3 separate regions of the Mus musculus genome follow, and regions 2 and 3 are each linked to region 1. A link is a contact called in public promoter capture Hi-C data. All regions are on one chromosome and are shown on one strand. The core of a region is the stretch at or near the end of the contact, and the rest is flanking DNA. Distances in the headings are between cores, read along the strand shown.

Evidence for each region. Promoter capture Hi-C pulls out the DNA fragments that hold promoters and counts their contacts.
Region 2: a promoter capture Hi-C map of stem cell-derived epiblast-like cells shows a contact between it and region 1, with 4 times the contacts expected there. The contact joins the enhancer-like site here to the promoter of Tube1 in region 1. A contact is called at or near these places in 15 of 39 promoter capture datasets (the 3T3-L1 cell line, 3T3-L1-derived adipocytes, the C10 cell line and 10 more), 1 of 484 Hi-C or Micro-C datasets (bone marrow-derived macrophages), 3 of 115 datasets of contacts at active chromatin or transcription factors (bone marrow-derived macrophages, double positive thymocytes and large pre-B cells) and 3 of 9 other capture datasets (adipose tissue, liver and pancreatic islet).
Region 3: a contact with region 1 is called in a promoter capture Hi-C map of embryonic stem cells, with 4 times the contacts expected there. The contact joins the enhancer-like site here to the promoter of Tube1 in region 1. A contact is called at or near these places in 14 of 39 promoter capture datasets (the 3T3-L1 cell line, the C10 cell line, the HPC-7 cell line and 9 more), 3 of 115 datasets of contacts at active chromatin or transcription factors (bone marrow-derived macrophages and large pre-B cells) and 2 of 9 other capture datasets (liver and pancreatic islet).

The regions. Positions count from the first base shown.
Region 1 is chr10:39,132,262-39,135,517 of GRCm38.p6, forward strand. Tube1 (tubulin, epsilon 1) reads left to right here and starts at 1,762. Exons shown (of 12, transcript NM_028006.2): 1 at 1,762-1,846; 2 at 1,945-2,018; 3 at 2,727-2,779. The coding sequence starts at 1,822. It overlaps Fam229b (family with sequence similarity 229, member B), which reads right to left and starts at 1,645. Exons shown (of 5, transcript NM_183254.2): 1 at 1,562-1,645; 2 at 1-117.
Region 2 is chr10:39,715,574-39,718,829 of GRCm38.p6, forward strand. All of the region lies in intron 1 of E130307A14Rik (RIKEN cDNA E130307A14 gene), which reads right to left. Among named protein-coding and RNA genes, the nearest start is that of E130307A14Rik, 15 kb to the right of the region's middle. Within about 2 kb of position 1,553, at least 12 of the 459 cell types and tissues checked have an H3K27ac peak or open chromatin away from gene starts, as enhancers often do. A contact at or near this core is called in double positive thymocytes and stem cell-derived epiblast-like cells, where this site is marked.
Region 3 is chr10:39,658,029-39,661,284 of GRCm38.p6, forward strand. All of the region lies in intron 2 of E130307A14Rik (RIKEN cDNA E130307A14 gene), which reads right to left. It also overlaps the pseudogene Gm8899. Among named protein-coding and RNA genes, the nearest start is that of Gm16364, 46 kb to the left of the region's middle. Within about 2 kb of position 1,518, at least 212 of the 459 cell types and tissues checked have an H3K27ac peak or open chromatin away from gene starts, as enhancers often do. A contact at or near this core is called in embryonic stem cells, hippocampal neurons, liver and 3 more, where this site is marked.

The sequences.
Region 1 (3,256 bases), core at 512-3,011:
ACACATCTGATTCACTGCAGACTGAAGTTATCGGTGAAACTCATAAGGACTTTCTTACAACTCCTTGCTGTTGCGTGGCTTCTGGAGAATGACAGGAACTACAGCATGGGCAGAGCTCTGCAAAGGCCAGAACACCACGGGCGTTAGCACCAGAATCTATAGATTCGACCTAATAACATCACAGCCCACATATTTGTCCATGTTTGGCAAACTTTGGAAACCCCAGATTTGGGGACTTCAATATTAAGACCCAAAGTGTCTGACTACCTTTATCACAGATTGCATGCTTACCAAGAAGCGGGTAAGAGTAAATCCAGCAATTTCTAATTTTTCCTGGCTAAAATCTGCCCCCTTAGTTACAAGAGATGTAAGACACCCAAAGAGAAACATGGAAAGGCCTCTGCAATACATACACCCCACTACAACGTCAAAATTCACATCTTTCAAAACTGTGTAATAACAAACTAAGCTGTATCCTGGCGGCTGAATAAGGTATTCTAACCAATCAATCAATTATTGTGGCTCTTATCATGTTATATATCATATTACATATCATGACAAATTAATAGCAAGTATAATTTAACTTTTGCTAAATGAAGATTAAAGGTTTTGTAGTTTCTCAGAATTTCTGTGGAAAATATTAACTTCATTAAAGCATTAAAGTTAGTGAGGGGATTTGTGTGTGTGCACACTTATGGAAACAAGATGTGAAACATGAAGTGTTTTCCTTAGTTATCCTTCATCTTACTTTGTAAGACATTGTCTCCTATTGAGCCCTGAATCTGACACTCACAGTTTCAGCTAGACTCTGTGGATCTCCCTTCTCCAGCCTTCCAAGCCTAGAGTTACAGGCTCCCAGATTTTTGTTAAGTGCTGGGGTCTGCATTTATGTCCCCGTGCTTCAGAGACAAGCATTTTACTGACTGGGCCATCTCTCCAGCCTAAATTCTTAATTTAGTTCTTAATTAAAGCCTCATTTAATTTGCCCAGTAAAAATTCAATTTCTGAAAAATAACCTTTTTTTCCCCTTTCGAACTTCGTGCCCCACCCCTGCCTTTAAAAAATCTCGTCTACATTGTTCATACATCAAATCAAACGCCTTAACTTTTAACCCATCTTTTCTTTTCCTAGACCCTTGTTCATTGAATATTATGGCTCTCCTTGTCAGCGCCATGTAATATTTTAGGTCATATCTTTTGAGTGCATCGAGTGTATCTTCAATGGCATTGCCGGCTGTTGGAAGTTGGATTTGTGTAGATGTTTTGAATTATCCAGAAATCTTAAGTTTGAAGAGTGCATCGCTTTGGCCTCTGAACTTAGCTGTGGTATTTGGTCGGAGTGTACCTAGCTTCCCTTGTTCCCAGATAAGCCTATTTGTCTGGGGTGTCTCTGTGTTCCTCCACATTCGTTTTCTGTTAGATAACGACACTAGCGGGCATCATCCTGAGAAATCGGACCCACTGTCCTGGCTGTTTAGGCTGTGAGCCTCTCAAAGCCCGTGATCAAAGTTAAAGTCCCTTATCTTAAATGCCTCTCTGAAACCTAGTTACCCGTCAGTTACCAGGGCCTCCGGAGCTGCAGATGCTCAAGGATGTTGACAGGGCAGCTAGGATTTACCTGCCGGAGGCCCAGTCGCTATGGTAACGGCTAGCCGCAAATGTGCTTGCGCAGAAGTCCTGGCCGTAAAGAAACAAGGGCATTACGACATTGGCTACTTGCGGCAGCGACGTGACTTAAGGCCGCCCCTCGTAGGGCGTCGTTGAGCTCGAAAGCTAAGGCGGGAGTTTGGGCGGGAGTGCTCCTGCTGGTCCTCCCGGCGGAATGACCCAGTCGGTGGTCGTACAGGGTGAGCTACCCCCGTCCGCGGGGACCGGGTCGCTGCGGAGCCAGTCACCTGGTTGCCTTCCTAATGCACCTCTCTCTCTTCCTCGCTACTGGCTGCAGTCGGACAGTGCGGGAACCAGATCGGCTGCTGCTTCTGGGACCTGGCGCTGAGGGAGCACGCAGCGGTCAACCAGGTACCCGCCCCTCCTGCCTGTCACCCGGGCCTGCCAGAGTTCACATGAGGTTTGGGGAGGGGTGCTTTGGATCCTGCTACGGGGCCCTGGCTGACCTGGGACTTGCTGTGTAGATCATGTTCTGGAATTTGCAGCGATCCATCTGTCTCTGCATCCCCAGGACTACCACTATCATGCCCAGATTACTTGGGCTTTTTAATCAGTACCATAAATTGCATAGGATCTTCTCATACCGGTCGTGGCTAGTTTCTTTTTAAACGTGTTGCTGTAAGTCACAGGCAGAAGGCACTTGTCAGGAGTTTGGTCTTAAGTTTCCCTGATCTTTAGCAGTCTCCTCCTCCTCCTCCTCCTCCTCCTCCTCCTCCTCCTCCTCCTCCTCCTCCTCCTGTTGTTGTTGTTGTTGTTGTTGTTTTGAAAGACAGTAGATGCTATAGATGAAAGCACTATAAAGTAGGTAAATACATCAAACGACCAAGAATCCCAAGAAATTCCCACTTGGAGTACCAGCTGTATAATCCTACAGGGTGTGCTTTTTTCATCACTGTTAAACTTAGTCAGGGGTTCTCTTGGCATTTTACCTTTAGATGTAATTGGAAGAGTCGACCTAGGTTTCTTTTTCTTAGAGCCCCTTCAGCGTTGTAGAGTTGCTACAGCTAAAAGGGTTTTAGAGAAAATAAACGTAAATGCTATAGTTTGTTTTGTTTCTAGAAAGGAATTTATGACGACGCTATAAGCAGCTTCTTCAGGAATGTGGATACCAGGTAAGTGGGTGAGTCTGTCTCCGCTTGGTAGGACGCCTCCTTTCCCTGTCAGCAGAATCTTAGAGGATAAGGAAACAGTTGCCAGCTAGGACGGTGTCTGCTGTTCTGATCAAAGCGTATTCTCATAGCCCATTTTCATACCATTCTGCAGAACAGCGCGCTTCCTTGATAGACTTCCGTAAGAAGCCAAAAAGAACCTTTAAAGGGACTCCCAGTAACTTTGAAAACCTGACGTTTTCACTGAGGGTGCCTGCCCACTATGGTATGAGTCTAGCGGGGGCCAGGTTTTGAAAGATTATTTTGCATATTACTTGCCCTCAGAGTATGCAGAAATGAAAGAGGTGGAAACTGCTCACAATGTGTGTTACTTTTCGTTTAGTGTAAGATACAGATGTTAGAATCCTTTTGACATTTGAGATATGCCTGGGTCTTTTAATGTTAAATCATTAAGTTTATCCGTTTTCAAAGTTCTCTATA
Region 2 (3,256 bases), core at 303-2,802, 580 kb after region 1:
AAGGTGTGCAGCACCCACCCCCTCCCTAGGCTGCTGTGTCATTGTTTACCTTATTGCTTACTTACTACCTTAGCTGTCCATCCTTTCTCATTCTTCCAGAAATGAGCTACTCTCAAGAGTGAGCATCATATATCTGATTCACACAATTTTACTATTACCTTAATCTTCACATTAAGCTCTAGTTTAGTTTCTCTATGAGAGAGCTTGTTAATATTCAAAATGCTGGAGTTCCATACTCAGAAAGTCAAAATTAATAAGCTTAAGGTGGACCATGAGACTGAATTTCCAACAGAGTTTGAGGTGATGCTGCTGCTGAATCAATGACCCCACACTGAGGACAATACTCTCGTTCCATGTTCCCAACTGTCTAACAGTCTGCACCTGGTTATCAACGGGCATTTTGTTGTGGTCTGTTTTGAAACAGAAGTTTCACTGTGTAGCCCTGGCTGACTTGGAACTAGCTATGCAGAGCAACTGTCTCAAACTCAGAGAGATCCATGTGTCTCTGCCTTCTAAGTGCTGGTAAAAAGGCACACTCAACCTTCATGTAGGGATTTTTTTTTTTTTTTTAACTAAAGCTTAGGAACAATTTTGTAATTTGGACTAAACAATACAAAGCAGAATTTATCAAGGATCTCACTGAATCAAGATAAAGGCCGAAGAACCACATTCCAAGTAAGAAAGGAACTGTTTGCCAGTAAGAACTTACTTCTAAGGTCTTACTGTATCTGTGTGACGATTTAAAGCCCGGAGACTCGGCAGATGTTCCTGCAAGGAATGGAAGGTGTTTGCCATACCCCCAGACACCAGGCTCCTGACACAAGTCTCAGCTCTCCATAATTCTGTGGCCATCAGTCGTATAGGGCAATGTTCCAAGCAAGCTCCTGGTATTGTTTCAACTCCACCCCACAGTTACCTGGCAATAGCCAGGTACCCCTGGCCCACTATAAAAGGGGCTGTTTTCCTCCTCCTCCTCCCTCTCTTACTCTTACTCTCTTAGTTTTGCCTCTCTCTCTCTTGCCCTCTTGCTTCCCCTCTCTCCCTCCCCTCCCCCCTCCATGTGGCCATGGCCGGCCTCTTTTCTCTTCTTCTCCTCTTCTCCTCCTCTCCTTTCCTCTCCCTCCCCCCCCCCCCCCCCCCCCCCCCCCCGCCTTTCTCTGCCTCTACTACCTCTTAGCTCCCCTTCCTAGACACTCCTACCTGCAAAAGGTATTTAACCTCAGGCTCGCCAGAACAAGCCAAGGGCACTCTCCTCCCCATCTTTTCCCTTTGGCCCTGGGCTAGAGCCAGCCTGCAGGCTGACACTCCATTCTCAGCTCCTCTGAGGCATCCAGCAGCATCTGCAGTGCCCAAGAGTTTGAGAACTTGTCATTCTCAGCCTCCTTGCAGGCCCAGGGACCCCAGAACAGGCTCTTCTGTGGCACCCAGCGGCTCTGTGGTGCCTAAGAGTCCAAGCCAACTCCGGCAGTCCACGGGGACCATAGACTGTGCTTTCTCATCCCAAAAGCGGAGTCCTGAGGCTTCTCACAGCCTAACACCCACCTGGTGGCAGCATGCGGTGTGCACTGTCAAACTTCCAGTGCTCTGCTTCACCCAGCAGCCAGAGTCCTGGGCTCCACATGGGCCACCATTTTAACCCACAAGAGAACACTGGGAAGAGCAGACTCACATTTCTTAAACTATAAGCCAAACACCTCTACTTGCCCCCAGTTTCCTTCAATCATAATCTTTTATTATATCAACAAAAGGTAACTAATACTATAGATTAAGAACAGAATTTTTAAAAGATAATATCACTACTCTATAAAATTAAAAAAAAAAAACCGGGGGAGGGAGGGTATGGGGGACTTTTGGGATAGCATTTGAAATGTAAATGAAGAAAATACCTAATTTTAAAAAAGTTTAAAGTTAAAAACAAAACAAAACAAAAAGCCCAGAGGTGGGCGTGGTGGCGCATGCCTTTAATCCCAGCACTCTGGAGGCAAAGGCAGGCGGATTTCTGAGTTAGAGGCCAGCCTGGTCTACAAAGTGAGTTCCAGGACAGCCAGAGCTATACAGAGAAACCCTGTTTTCTCTGTATAGAGAAAACAAAACAAAAACAAAAAACAAAACAAAACAACAAAAAACAAAACAAAACAACAAAAAAAACCAACCAAAACAAACAAATAAAATAAAATAAAAAAACCTAAATTTTCTTCCTCTTCTTTACCATAGTTTTTAGTCTTCCTTTTCAACACGGTTTTTAGTCTTTTAATTTACCAATCATTAAAGTTACACAAGAACCTAACAGCTATTAATTTTTTTCCAGCAACTATTTTAGAAAATCCTAAAATAGTTTACAATGGTTATGCTAAAAAATAAAGCAAACAAATCCCTTAAAGTTGTAAATAAAAAAGTCCACTTAATTATAAGCACTACACATTTATTTCCGAAAGCTGTAACCCTCAGCACAACTAACGTAAGCTGTGGAACACTTGTTAGTCTCTCAATCTGAGTATGAACTAAGCAGCCTTCTACCACACAGTGCCTCTTGTCCTAACTGGCGGGAAGTACTGAGATAAAGGCTGATGCCCACATGAAAAACACAACACAATTTACTTTAAATCTTATTTTAAAGGGTCCTAGCATGAATTACATAGAAAATGTTACTTTTAAAGCCTAATAAAGTGCCCATTAAAAGTACTGTCTTACTTAGGGTTTTACTGCTGTGAACAGACACCATGACCAAGGCAACATTTCATTGGCGCTGGCTTACAGGTTCAGAGGTTCAGTCCATTATCATCAAGGCAGGAACACGGCAGCATCCAGGCAGGCACGGTATAGGAGGAGCTGAGAGTTCTACATCTTCATCTGAAGGCTGCTAGTAGAATACTGGCCTCCAGGCAGTTAGGATGAGGTTCTTATAGCCCATACCCAGGGTAACAAACCTACTCCAATAGGGCCACACCTTCTAATAGTGCCACTCCCTGGGCAGAGTATATACAAACCATCACAAATACTTACTGGGGCTGTAAAGATGGCTCAGTAGAAGTGACCGATGCACAAGCCTGCAGACCCGAATTTTTATCCCTAGCACCCACAAAGACAAAAGCCCAAGTATGGCTGATAACATTTGTAACCCCAGCACTGGGGTTAGGTGAACTAAGATAGGTGGATCCTACAGGCTTGCTGAACAGTCAGGCTAGCCAAACAGCAAGTTCTAGGTTCACTGATAGACACTGTCTGAAAAAAAAATAAGATGGAGAATGTGGAATAC
Region 3 (3,256 bases), core at 268-2,767, 530 kb after region 1:
CCCTCTCCTAATAGCAGATGAAATGAGAAGGTAGATTACACCGTGGGAAAATACTACAAAGAAGCCACACCTCTCGTCTCGGAGAGTCTTGTGCTATTTTCCAGCACAAATAGCTCTATATGACACAACTCAACAACACACAAAACAAAAGAAGCAGCAGAATAATGACATTGTAAAGTAACTTTTCTGTCATGGAATTTTCATTCTGAAAGGGGCCCTGAGTTTTGTTTTATGCAGGAAGGAAGCAGGATCCAAAGAAACTGATTCATCCAAGTTCACTCCAGGGCTATTAGCCCCAGCGATCTAGCTTCAAGGCTGGCGAGCCTATGGCACCTTCTGGGGTTTACTGGTGTTCTTATCCACAGTGACAGAGTTCCTCCCTGAGGTAAACACAGCCTCCTGAACATGGGAGGACTGAGGGAAGATTACCTCTACCCTCTGGTGACTTCAAGAGTAAATGATCATGTCACAACTTGTGCTGGGAGAATCTCTTCAGGGAATTAATTATTGCTGTGATGATATGGAGTGTGGCTTCTCTTGACATGGTTTGGCATATTTAGTTTATAGTGGTTCTATGTGAACCTTAGGCCAACTTAAAATTCCTCAAAACCTTCCTGAAGCTTGAAGACAATAATCTGCAATTATATCAACTTCTTTTAAAGCTGTGTGTGTGTGTGCATGCACTCAAAAATCAGTAATTTTTTTTAAAAATGTGTTTTACTCTTTAAATACTGTGATATTTAAATATAATAGTATTGTTCTGATGCTACAAAAGTGGTACTTTGAGAAATATGGAGAAATGAGATGCCTGAGTAACTGCCCTTGGGAGAGTGTGGTGGCAGGGCTGGCTGCAGGAACAGTACAGTTCACCACGAGGCATAAAACAGCACAAAAGAATCCAACCAGTATAGTTAGCATTCTGGAAGACCTACATCCAAGGGATAGCACATTCCTAACTTCATACCAAGTCTTCCTTTTTTTTCCCCTTGAAAAGTGGGTTCAACTCAGAACACATGGTGAGCAGTTCAGTGCCCCTTCAGTGTGACGGTGTGAGTGTGGATTTGCTCACAAGCTCTTAGCATCGAGCCCAGCAGGTGATCTGCAGAAAGGTCAGCATAGCTGACTTGTGTATTTACCTTCTCAGGGGATGTCTGGGTGTGGTCCCAGGCCACATTTATGGTTTAGGAAGTGTTGAGATTTTGATAAACAATGAGAAGCATGGGCTCGAGTGACTAGGCAGAGGTAACAAGGTCAGCGCCTGCTCACTCTTTTCTAGAAAGTCTTGTGAGGAAGGCATAGTCACAGCCCCCAGATCTCTTATGGCTTCAAAGTTCAAACCACCAGGGCACATCTTTCTTGTCCCATGCCTGACCTCCCTCTGCTCCCTTCACTGGGAAGGTGCTGATGGAAGAAGGCAGCTGGAGAGGGGGGAGGAGAGGGGAGAAGGTGAGGGCAAGAGGACTCCTGCCTGATGGATCCCAGCAGGCTTAGTGTGCAAAGCAGTGGAGATGAAGTAGCTGCTCTGGTATGCGTCCAAGCTGCTGTTCTATTTTTACTCTCTCCTGCATGCTTCTTAGCCCAGTGTTGTTTGCCTGGGCACCTGGATCAGCAGCAAAACATGGAACAGAGCCACTCAGTAAAGCAGGGAGGAAGGAGGCCATTGATGCGGGCTTTGTTGTTGCTGACAGGGAAGAGAGACCTGGAATGTTAATGAGGATAGCTTTCGAAGCATGCCTTCACGGTTAGCAAGGAGTTCAAAGGAGAAGGCAGACTCAGGCCGGTGCTGAACAAATGTGAACTGTTGATAGAGAGACAGAGAAATCAATTATGCTGTTGCAGGCTCCCATGCCATTGTGTTGGAGTTGTTAGAGAAGGTAGGACAAGGACCAGATTTCAAAAGGAAACAAAGCCACATGGCCCTGAAGTATAACGAGTTTGCCATGGCAACTGATGGAAATGAGCCTCCGGGGCCTGAGCAGGTGTGCTATCTTACAGAATAAACATACTTCTCTCACTCCCTGGATTTTATAATAAAACCTGTGTTTGGATTACTTTCCCTCCTCTTTGTTACCCAGAGAAGTTGGCTGTTGCTCAATCAGCCCCAGGCTCTATCGAGGGAAATGTAATCAGTGTTATCAAAGGACTGCGTTGGAAAAGGCTGGCTATAAGCCTGGCTGCCAGCTTCACCACAGAGTGGCAGCTGGCCTCGGGTACCTGCCCGGCCTTTGCCAAATCCCAGGCAATGCCTTGGGCTGAAAGCTGCTGGTTCTGAGTTTATCTGGGTACAACAGTATTGTCTGAACCTCACTGGCATTGGTCAAAGGCTTCTTTCTCTATAACCAGAGAAATGTGTTTGCGTAGTCAGGACCTGACTGATTTAGCATCTTGCATTTTGTCTGTCACGGTTCCTTGAGTTCAAGGACTGATTTTGCTCTCCAATCTGCTGTTATCCACAGTTTGTTTACTTAGAAACTTGAGAGAACTTATGTTTCCCTGGCTTGAAATCCCTCTCCAGTAGGTTCCAGAGCAGTAGATTCTTGGTCTGAAATATACACAACCGCAGAGGTTTTATAAAGAACCCCTAAGCTAGAGACTAAGGAAGCTTACATTTAATTTTATAAGGCCCAAGTCATACTAGTGTGAAATAACCATTCTCAGTATTCTCCTTTGTGACTAGAGAGACATGTCTTCCACTGTAGTTTACAATAAACGTTTAAAACAAGGTGCTCATTCTCAATGGCTCCTAAAACAATTTGTGAGCATGGTCATGGCAAACAGTTGACACGAGGACAGCTTGCTTAGCCAGTCAGCTCTTGGCCTGAGAGGTTGTCTTGGCTGGCCCCTTACATATTGCCTGACCTTTGACCCCAATAAGAAAAGCATGGCTGACTTAAGAACTGATCCAAGCTGTGGTGCAAGGCATTAACCCTCTACTGTTCTTCCTCTACCACAAGCACAGACCTTGACCCTGTCACACTTGTGCTTACATTTAGCTTCTTTTGTCTATAGTCTTATTGAATGCAGTGCCGAGTTCTCCACCCTTCGGAGGTCAGCAGTTACACGATTAAGAAGACACCAGGGAAGAAGGGCTAGAAACTGGCAACCTGGGAGAGGGGCAGCTGACATCCTGACAACATGATTTTGTTATGAAAACATTTTAAACAGATGTCTTTGTCACTGCTCTGTGGCTGTGAAGAGACACCGTGACCAAGGCAACTCTTATAAAAGAAAGCATTTAATTGGGGCTTGCTTATAG